2 separate regions of the Hordeum vulgare genome follow, and region 2 is linked to region 1. Evidence: chromatin contacts called from public Hi-C data. All regions are on one chromosome and are shown on one strand. The core of a region is the stretch at or near the end of the contact, and the rest is flanking DNA. Distances in the headings are between cores, read along the strand shown.

Region 1 (5,434 bases), core at 1,827-4,326:
CAATGCTCAGAAGTCCCCCTTGACATACGAGTGACTCCAACATTCTCCCTAAGATATTTTAAGTGGCTTGTTGAGCGCACTAGGCTCTGCGTTGGCAGGGCCCGCCCTTCGCGTACCTCCACCGACATTGAACCGACCGGATTCCAGGACGGGCCAAGAGGGAAGGCTACGGGCGCAATTAGGCCCCTAAGTCGCGATGCTCAGGTATCCCCCTTGGCGTACGAGCGGCTCCGTACCTCCAGTTGTCCGTCCCTCGCATTGAGCGTGGGCGTAGTCGTAGGTGGACTGGGTTGACTTCGTGGCCAGTTGTGGGCATAGTCATTGGTGGACTGTGTTGATTTCCTTGCCACCTGCGGGCATAGTCATTGGTGGACTGTGTTGATTTCCTTGCCACTTGCGGGCATAGTCATTGGTGGACTGTGTTGATTTCCTTGCTAGCTGCGGGCATAGTCATTGGCGGACTGAGTTGATTGCCTCCGTCTTCTCCTCAGCGCGGAGCCTAGGGCTGCCACTAGGCGTGGGAGGGACCCCTCTGCGTCCTCGGGGGGCCCCGGACATATACAGCCGCAACTCGTTATTACGTGAGAGTGTCACGGTCTTCTCCCCAGCGCGGAGCATAGGGCTGCCATTAGGCGTGGGTGGGACCCCTCCGTGTCCTCGGGGCCCCCGGGCGTATATAGCCGCAACTCATTATTACGTGAGAGTGTCACAGGGGGTGTATCTGGAAGGTTGCGAGGACGCTTTGGCCTCGCGAGTGTCCCTACCCCCGAGGCATAGGTTGATGGTTGATGCGGCTACGAGCGAAGCTACTGGTCACTAGACAGTGTTATGCCCCCGTCCATCCAAGCGGAGGAGCGGACCACATCAATGACCTTTAGTGTGGCTTGCTCCTTCTCGTACTCGTCCATTTCATTGATGCTAGAGTCCTCGCCCGACGGTGGTGCAGCCTCTTGGCACATCTCCCCCACGATTGCCATCAGCTAGTTCGAGCAAGTGCCGACCCAAGTCGCGAGCTCCTCCTCTAGGTGATGGAATAGATTCATATCACATATGTTTGTTGTTTTTATGGAACGACTTCTCCTCCTGCATTTCAATTATGAAGAGCATGTCATTTTTGTTTTTTAAAGATCTTGGCATTTTTTGTATCTGTAGGATGGTGAATATATATTGAATGGCATGCCAATTCTAATTTGAGAACCACTGCAATCTTTTTGCATGATTTTCTTGATGAAGAAACTACATAGCATGGAATTTTTTATGATGGCATTTTTGTGATCAAGAGCATGCAATTTTATTGTTAAGAACGTGGCATTCTTTTTATCTTTTAGCGAGCTAAATTTATTTTTATTGGCATGACATTCTTAATTCTGAATCACATCATTTTTATTTTGTGTGACTTTTGGTTTTAGACAAATAAAACACATAACATGTCAATTTAAATATTTTGTATCATGACATTTTTTTCTTTTTAATGTCACACCATGCACGTGAAGGGGTGTTGCATTTAGAGTTTTAGACCACTTTAAGTCATGGTACCTCAACATTTTTATTGAAGATCATCCCCCAACATGATTTACTCCACCATTCTTTAAATATTACATATATTGAAGTTTAACCTAAATCCTTGTGTGCTATGAAAATCATTCAAAGAAACACATTTGTGAAGGATATCCTTGCAGCTCACGTAGCTGCAAATGTTCCGAATACATAAAGTAAAGTTTACCTCATTATTATTTTTATATAAAGTCTCGTTGCAACGCTCGGGCATTTGCCTAGTGTGCTTCAACAAGTATGCTACACTAGCTATCTTTGTGTTTCATCTTGTTGTCCTTCTCCTTCATGCTCTTCCTCATGCCCCCTCTAATTTGTGAAAATCATTACAGAACGACCCATACATCGCAACACATGCAGTCATATAGTTATGACTATCATGTATGCACCTTGAATATTATATGTGTATATACATTAATTTAAAGCATGTAAATTAATAAACTACCAACACTCATATTGTCAGTTACCGCAATATGACATGATCTCATATGGAATGACATATTTCCTGCTTGCCTCAACTTGACCATGTTTACAACCCTAGCATGACCCTAGACACGCATCTTTGTTGCTTAGCACCTAAGCGTGCATAAAACTGCCTTTTATCACAGAGATCTTAATAAGAAGAACTTGCAAGAGGATGTCGTGAGGGAACTTTGACTTTCTTGCAATGTTAATTTGGTGGAGCCTCTAGGAACAACAAAATGCCCTAGTTTCACTAACACACAACTGCAAATAATGAGTGTACGTTGGTGAATCAAGTTCTTGATGAGTACAGACTATCGAAAAACACTTGAGTGAAGGAGATCAAAGCTACTATGAGTGGTCACCAGTGATTGTATAACATCGAGTTTTAGCCCTATCGTATCACTCGCAATACAATTTAATTCTCTTATAAAAATGATACGTTTATGATGTATTTTTTTTGATATTTTAGCTAGAAGGTACATACCGGACATGACATGGAGGAAAGTCGAAATTCAATCTAGACTTCTATGGAAAGCTAGGGTCTGTTAAACCCCTTATCGGTTAACTTCTTTGTCAACCCAATCAAACCCGGAGAGAAAGCAAAACCGATAACAAAACTCAAGAAGTTGACTCTGTCCGACACACATAAGACGATTATCGTAGACCATGGCCTATAAAAATAGTGAAAAGATTGTTGCCCAAAGGGATAAAGTTGCATTTTTGTAGAGGTCCGACATTGTATTTGGAGTAAAACTCTCATGTTCTAGATTTATCTTTTGAAGAGAAACATTGCTCTAAGTTTTTTTTTTTGTAAGAAACTCTAAAATGTATTTTTTTCAGGGGCCTCTAGAATGTAGATTGGTTGGATTGAATATGGCCGGGAGTCCGGTCCAGCTAGCCATCCGGCTGGGCCGGAGAACCTCAACAGCCCAGCTAGTAAGAAAGCACAAGCCGAGCTGAATATCCTAGCCGTCCATCCATTGATCGGACCACTCCAAGCCCCCCACGCCATTCCGCGAAATCGTCGCTCGGCAACCTCCAGCGCCCCCCCTATATAAGACCCGGGAGATTTCTAGGGTTTCCGCCGCCGCAGCCACACCCAGAACCAAAACCCTCCCATCGTCCGCTTCCTCTCCACCGGCGGCCTCCCCGGTCAGATCATCATGGTGAGCTCTCCTACTCCTGCCGCGATGCCAACGCTCGCCATTTCTTGCGTGTCCCTTTGTTCTTACGCGTTTGTCCCTCGCAGTCGACTGAAAAGAAACAGTTGAACACCATGCGGGAGATCAAGGTGCAGAAGCTCGTCCTCAACATCTCCGTCGGCGAGAGCGGCGATCGCCTCACTCGCGCTGCCAAGGTATCATAGATCCCCGACCCATCAATCCCGTCACGCAACACGGTCTCCTCGACAAAAGAACAATTAAAATCCTTCGCTGTATCTGATATTGTTTCAGTGCGTATGGTCATAGATCTACAATTTCGCAATCCACTCCAAATGAAATTTATCCCGAAGTGCTCTACGTTGTTCATCTTATGTGTGCTTGCACATTTTTTTTTGAGACGCGAGTCTAATTTATACGAATTTACTCATCAGGTGTTGGAGCAGCTGAGCGGGCAGTCGCCAGTTTTCTCCAAGGGTAAGATATTGTCCACGATCTAAAGTTTGCTCGACAATTCTTGTCTGGTTTCAACACCCAGGGGTGCTTATGGTCATGGCGGTTTTATCTTTGCAGCGAGGTACACTGTCAGGTCTTTCGGCATTCGTCGTAATGAGAAGATTGCCTGCTATGTGACAATCAGGGGTGAGAAGGCAATGCAGCTTCTCGAGAGTGGGCTGAAGGTGAAGGAGTACGAGCTCCTGAGGAGGAACTTCAGTGACACTGGTTGCTTTGGGTTTGGTATTCAGGAGCACATTGATCTTGGCATGAAGTAAGATAATCTTCCTGTACTTAGTTCTGGCTGCATTTTATATATGCGAATTATATAGGTAGGACTATAATTTTGGTTCACTTATATCACTTTATTGTAAGCTGTGATATTTTCAACATAAAGTTTCTTGTCTGATGTATTCTTCTATTAAAAATCGTTGTGGAGTTATCACAGGGGTTTCCTTATGTGCATGTTGTAGTAATCTTAACGGAAAATGGTTAACTTTTATCATCAGAAGGATTTTGCCATGCACATGCTTGTAAAGTTTGAAATGCATAATCATGATAAATACTTTTAGTATGTTTTTCTATTGCTGCACTTTATATTTGTTTGTTCTTGGAAGTTCCTTGAGTAGGTGTTGCTCCAGTCTGAAATTATTTTGCTGTGATGGATCCAGTTGTTCCCAATGTGTTTCTGAGTTGAAAATTTCCATAAAAAACTCTCATCTGTTTAATGATTGCACCTTTTAAGCAGAGAATCCAATTGTTTAATGATTGTTCTTATTTTACCAATTAGTGTACCTCCTTAAGTTTTACACTGTTGGAGTTCCTCCCTTTGTACATGCTAGTGTTTGTTGCTGCAATTGATATTTTGTGCTTTAGTTCAAAAAGGTCTGATATCATTTCTCTTTCCCAAGTAAAGAATCAATAATGCCTTGTTGGTACTATCAGTTATACCTGTATGTTGTCCATTAAGTTTGATCAGTTGACATACTTTTTATGTATTTATATGTCTGAACTTGTTAGTTGTAACCTTGTTCTTGAAAAGTGTTTTACGTTCCTCTGAGCTGTGGGTTGCATGCAAATATTGATATCCTATTGCTTACATACTAAAAGCTTACTGTTTTAATTCTGTCAGGTATGACCCGTCAACTGGTATCTATGGTATGGACTTCTTTGTCGTTCTGGAGCGTGCTGGATACCGTGTCTCCCGCCGGCGCCGATGCAAGGCCCGTGTTGGGATCCACCAAAGGGTGACCAAGGAAGATGCCATGAAGTGGTTCCAGGTCAAGTATGAGGGTGTCATCCTGAACAAGTCCCATGCTAGCTAGTATCCTTTGGACTGATTAAGTTGTTGTTAGAGCCTAAGTCAGTCCTCCTTCTGGATCATGGAATCGTATGTTTATTGGATACAAAGTTGCACTATCAATTTTGCCTCATCTGTTGGGCTGACATGCATCTATAATTCCATCAAATCTTTTCATGTTTCATATTTGAAATTGAACATTTCATCAACTTATTTTCTGCTATGAGTGAAGTTTGTTTTAAACCCTGAATTCATACCGTCCGTCGAGAATGAACCCTAACCTTTCAATCCCTGAAATTGACACCCTGTATTTACTAATGCCGCTCTTATCTAAACCTTGGATCAGTTTATACATGTTTGACACGTCAGGAAAGTAACAATCCTGGCAGAGATCACTCTCTATTCTCGCTGACTGACTATATGGGTCCATCTGTCATATTCATCTTCTCTCCTCCGACCAGCA
Region 2 (5,434 bases), core at 1,067-3,566, 900 kb before region 1:
GATGACTTACGTGAAAAAAAATTGTTGAAGACATACCCGCGATAACTTCTATGTTAGTAGCATGGTGATATACACATCAAAAATCTGATAGCTAACACACAAACACCGTGATAACTTTTTGATTAGGAGAAAAAGATGTTGAAAACAGATCTCGGTGCTACCAGTTTCCATACTTGTAGTTTTATAGCCTAAAAATCATGTTAAAGCTGAAATTGAACTTGAGACTTCAATATTGAGATCTTAAGACACTAGCCAACCCACCCACTACTTGGCTCCAAACAAGTTCAAATAAAATACCTTTTTTTACCATCCGAGGTGAAAAGGTTGTTGAAATATACCCCGGTAACTTCTGTGTAAATAAGATGATAACTTACGTACAACTAACCTCACAATTTACATACAAACACACTCATAACTTTTCATCTTGGGCAAAAAGTTATTAAAATATCCCCTGATAACCTAGTGCAAATAGCATGATAATTTACGCACCAGACATCCGATAACTTACATAAAACACATTGATAACTTTTTTACCCATGAGAAAAATGTTACTGAAACATGCCCTGGTAATTTCTATATAAATAGTATGGTCATTTATGCACCGAGGACCTCATAACTTATGTTCAACCACCATGTTAACTTTGATTTCAAGGAAAAAAAACATTGAAATATAACTCCTCCGATAACTTTCATGTAAATTTATGACAATTTTATGCATCACAGACCTAATATCTTACGTTTAAACACCATGGTATCTTTCATCCAAGGGGAAAAAGGTTTTGAAACATGTAACCGGTATTTTTTGTGTTAAATTATCATACTGCCACATGCTTTAACCTTCTCGTACTGTAGTTATCAATCTTATCATGGTATAGTTATTATGTTACTCATACTATATTTATCACGTTCGTCATGCCAAAGTTATCAAGCCAATCTTTATTATTTTTTCTGATATGAAAGAAATAAAAAAAAGGTTCAAATAACATTGCTTATCTACAATAGATATCAAAAGGTGGCTTAGTTGGTTATTAGGTTCAATAATTATTGCATGTTATGCAGCGAAAAACCAGAAAAATCCACTAGCGATTCACTACGGTTTTTGAGAGAAGGAAAAAAATCAGTGCAAGCGAGCATGGGATGAGAGCAATCATGTAGGAACGAGTTGTGCGGATTTGTCCCTAACTTCCGGTCGACTGGAAGTTAGCCAATAATAAAATATGAAAATTCATTTCATGATGAATCTAAGAATCCAATTTGATATTATGGATACTGAGATATTTCAACAAAAATGTAAGCAAATTTAAAGAGGTTCGACTTTTCAAAAAATCAATACACCTTACATTTTAAAATAGATTGAGTACAAAAATTATAGGAATCCAAAAAACATCAACATCGCAGCAAAGTGCGTCCAACCCTTTTAGAAATTCATTATTCACAAACTGGACCGAAGCCATCTTAATGTTTAATATATCCCTTTTTCGTTGGACATGTAAGCATAAGTAAGCATAAGGATCCTAATTTATATCCAGCGGTTAATACATGGGCCTTTTCCATAAGAAAGCCTAACACATTTATAAACAGGCATCCCTATTTTCATATACATACAATCTTCTCATGACATGGGTTACAAGCTAAGTTGTCAAGGTTCCGTAGGGCTAAGAAGACCTATGAATGCTTGAAGGATGATCGTGCCATAGAATGTGTCATTTTTGTCAAGGTATAAGTTTCACATTTTGTTAAAATATCCTACAAAACTACATGTAAAATATACAAATAAGAATTTACCTTTAGAAACACAAATGAAAAAAAACGAAACTACTCTGCACATGACAGTGCACGTACGAAATTTGTACGATGCGTACTATGAATGGTGCTGATTTACAAAATGATGCGACCGAATCGATGATTTGATCCATCCTTCAAAAATCCGAAGGAAAGCTATCTTACCTAGTACTATAGCACTGCTCATAAGAAACATAGTTTGGACAACGTAGGGCCTTCAGGAAGGAAGACATAACGCCCCCCTCCCCCCAACCACACACAGACGACCAAGACCAACCCAATAAAAAGGATGACCGCTCAGGACCTGTCTGGAGAAGAGACGTATGGCAGGGTGTAAACTGAAAGAACGTCCAGCGAGTTGAAAGCCAGCAGCCTCTTGTGCATACTTCAGCAGTGACCGAAGTCTTAGCTTGCTTGGGCAACAAAATTGCCCAGCCATGAACCCTCGAATACAAAACTGACGTCTCTGGGGCCAGTCCAAGGTTTCGGTACATATATATAAGAGGGAGCGTAAGCTCCCCTGAGGTACGGTGCACATCGACATTCGACGGATTACCACATATAAGATTTCTCTCCCACCCCTCGACGCCTTCCGCGATTCCTGTCGCCTCCGGGGAAGACTCCAGTTCTTGGGTTGCTGCGCCGAGACCACAGGTGAGGATCATGGAGTTCTTGCTTTGATTGCTTAGAAGTTGACCCGGTCCTCTTCTTGGTTCGTGTTCTTGCTGGGGACTGGAATCGGTCCAACATGAGGTTCCGTGGCAGGATTATTTATTTTGACTGTGAGTTCTATAGGTGTTTTGCCACTTGAAGTCTAGTTGGTTTTGTTCTAAAGATGGATTCAAGAGCTCAAGTATTGGTCTCAGTTCGTTTAGGTCACGAATGCACTTATGAACTCATCTTGTTGTTGCTGTGGAGATCCTGAAAGTCTGGGGTCATTTCAGCCGGCTGGTAGCTGGTTGTTGTTAGTGCTTTATTCTTGTCTGACCGTTGACCATGTCACAAGAGCAGATTTGTTCTTTTCAGTTCTCTTCCAAGTTGCTCAAAATCACCGTTTCACATGAAACTAATTCAGATTCTCCCAATTTTTGAGGAGAAGGTTCAGTTTATTGGATTGTACCGTCGCGCGCGGTCTGAAGTTGTTGGCACGGAGATCTCCAGTCCGAGGACACACAAAACCGACATGGTGAACAAAATCCCCTCTCCTCGGGATGAACGGAACAAGAAACATCTCTTCTCCAAGGCCACACTGGTGCGCTCTGTGAGCTTCAAACAGTGGCAAGGAGGAGAGAAATCCACAGGTTCAGTTCAGAATAAGAGCAAACAGAGCCTGATAAATGGCATCCAAGACCGACGCAACTCTGACGCATCGAGCCCCAATGTATCGTCCAGCCCCAAATGTGAGCTTGATGCTGCAGCCGTCAAACTTCAAAAGGTTTACAAGAGTTACCGGACCAGGCGAAACCTCGCCGACTGCGCAGTCGTCGTAGAGGAGCTATGGTATGTATCAGTTTCTTCGGTCCTTGACCTTGAGCACTGGGACAGCTAGTTAACATTCAGAAAGTTATAGAAGTTTTGATTCTTATCGCAGGTGGAAAGCACTGGACTTTGCATCACTGAAGCACAGCTCGATATCGTTCTTCAACGGCGGAAAGCCCGAAACGGCGGCGTCGCGGTGGGCGAGGGCAAGGACAAGAGCCGCTAAGGTGACTAACATTCATTGATTCATCAAACCGTCTACCTGGTGCCTTGTATTTTGATCAAACTTGCAGTTGAATGACGCGATCTTTTTCGTTGGTTTAGGTTGGCAAGGGGTTATCTAAGAATGGGAAGGCTCAGAAGCTGGCATTGCAGCACTGGCTCGAAGCTGTAAGTCACATGCTACTTAAACTCTAGCACTAAACTAAGATCAGTAGGTAGTGTCCTACTGTCCACTGAGATTGTTGCAGATTGTTTATTACTACTAATGTTGCCATTTTATGCCTTCGGACAGATTGACCCAAGGCATCGATATGGGCACAATTTGCATATCTATTATGATGTCTGGTCCAGGAGTGAGAGTACGGAGCCCTTTTTCTATTGGTAAGTAAGCTGAGCTTAATATACAGTACCTACTGTCTAGGCTTTAAATTCGCGCAAATTTGGGAACCTAGTACTAGAACAATATAATATGCTAACTGTTTAACATGGTCAACAGGTTAGACATTGGGGAGGGCAAAGAAATAAATCTTGAGAATTGCCCTAGGACTAAACTTCAGGGGCAGTGCGTCAAGTACCTTGGACCAGTACGTACCGCATCAATCTAAGTGATATCAAGAGATACTGTAATTCACAATGTTGAATAATTGAGAATACCATCTGATCCTCTTTTTCTCACCTTCTCAATAACAGCAAGAGAGGCAACACTATGAAGTCGCTATTGAGGGTGGCAAACTTATCTTCAAACAAACTGGGGTTCTTGTGCAGACTTCGGATGACTCCAAGTGGATTTTTGTCCTCAGCACCACAAAGGCATTCTATGTTGGCCAGGTAAATGCTCTTTTTCTCTACACACCACCTCCCGTATGTACACAATTTGTAGTCAAAGATACAATTCGCTGCGTTGATTCTGACGTTTTCTTCGGTTTTGGCCTTCACAATGTGCAGAAGAAGAAAGGATCGTTTCAGCATTCCAGTTTCCTAGCTGGTGGAGCCATAACATGTGCTGGACGATTGGTGGTCAAAGATGGAATTCTCAAGGTATGTTCATGTAACCATAAGAAATACTCCCTCTGTACCTAAATAATTGTACCCCAACTGCAATTATTTAGGTATACAGAGGGAGTACTACCTATCAAACAGGACTAGGAATTAATATCACTAGTAGTTATTTTCTTCTCCAAATACCTGACGGTGCTCTATTTCTTCAGGCAGTATGGCCATACAGTGGCCACTACCTTCCGACGGAAGAGAACTTCAGAGATTTCATTCGCTTCCTTCAGGAGAATGACGTTAGCCTCACCGATGTCAAGGTAAATACGAGACCATATCCATACCACGAGATAGATGATTTTCTTACAAGAGTTTTACTACTGCAAGTAAATCATCAGAACCGTAGAAAATGACGCGTGATTTCTGTGGTTTGTTTCAGAAATCTGCCATCGACAAACATGACGAGTACCCGTTGCCGAGCAAATCTGACACTCAGCTTGAACATGTTGAGCATAACAATGACGCTACTGAAGATCTAGCCGAAGTTGAGATAGACGGCGTCCTCGCCGTCGAGACAGACCACGGTGACATGAGCGATGCTGAGGAAGATGCTGGCACTCCGGTGGACTCCCACACCACCGACACCGAAGGAGGAGGAGAAGAAGAAGAGGTGCAGCGGCCGCCGGCAAGCGTCGATCATGGCAAGAACCATCAGACGTGCCGGTGGTCGACGGGCACCGGTCCACGCATCCGGTGCGTGCGCGACTACCCGCAGGACCTCCAGTCCAGGGCCCTCGAGCACGTCAACCTCTCGCCCAGGCTCGCCGGCTCGCCGTCGAGGAAGAGGGACCCGGTGCCCTCGCCGCGCCCCAGCCCGGGGATGATACTGTCGCCGAGGCTCGCGTCAGTCGGGTTCCAGCCTCGGACCGTGTCACTCACGCTCCCAGACTTCAAGAGGAGC

The links. Hi-C and Micro-C count contacts between places; a contact is called where the count stands out from the background.
Region 2: a Hi-C map of leaf shows a contact between it and region 1, with 4 times the contacts expected there. The contact joins the promoter of LOC123427556 here to the promoter of LOC123427513 in region 1. A contact is called at or near these places in 2 of 6 Hi-C or Micro-C datasets (leaf and seedling).

Annotation. Positions count from the first base shown.
Region 1 is chr1H:150,502,221-150,507,654 of MorexV3_pseudomolecules_assembly, reverse strand. It overlaps LOC123427513 (60S ribosomal protein L11-like), which reads left to right and starts at 3,076. Exons shown (of 5, transcript XM_045111585.1): 1 at 3,076-3,182; 2 at 3,266-3,373; 3 at 3,611-3,653; 4 at 3,750-3,945; 5 at 4,804-5,164. The coding sequence starts at 3,180. The coding sequence ends at 4,996.
Region 2 is chr1H:151,399,780-151,405,213 of MorexV3_pseudomolecules_assembly, reverse strand. LOC123427556 (IQ domain-containing protein IQM1-like) reads left to right here and starts at 2,316. Exons shown (of 10, transcript XM_045111638.1): 1 at 2,316-2,436; 2 at 2,882-3,282; 3 at 3,374-3,488; 4 at 3,586-3,651; 5 at 3,776-3,864; 6 at 3,980-4,067; 7 at 4,174-4,311; 8 at 4,429-4,521; 9 at 4,692-4,793; 10 at 4,913-5,434. The coding sequence starts at 2,966. All of the region lies in intron 17 of LOC123427522 (diacylglycerol O-acyltransferase 1-1-like), which reads right to left.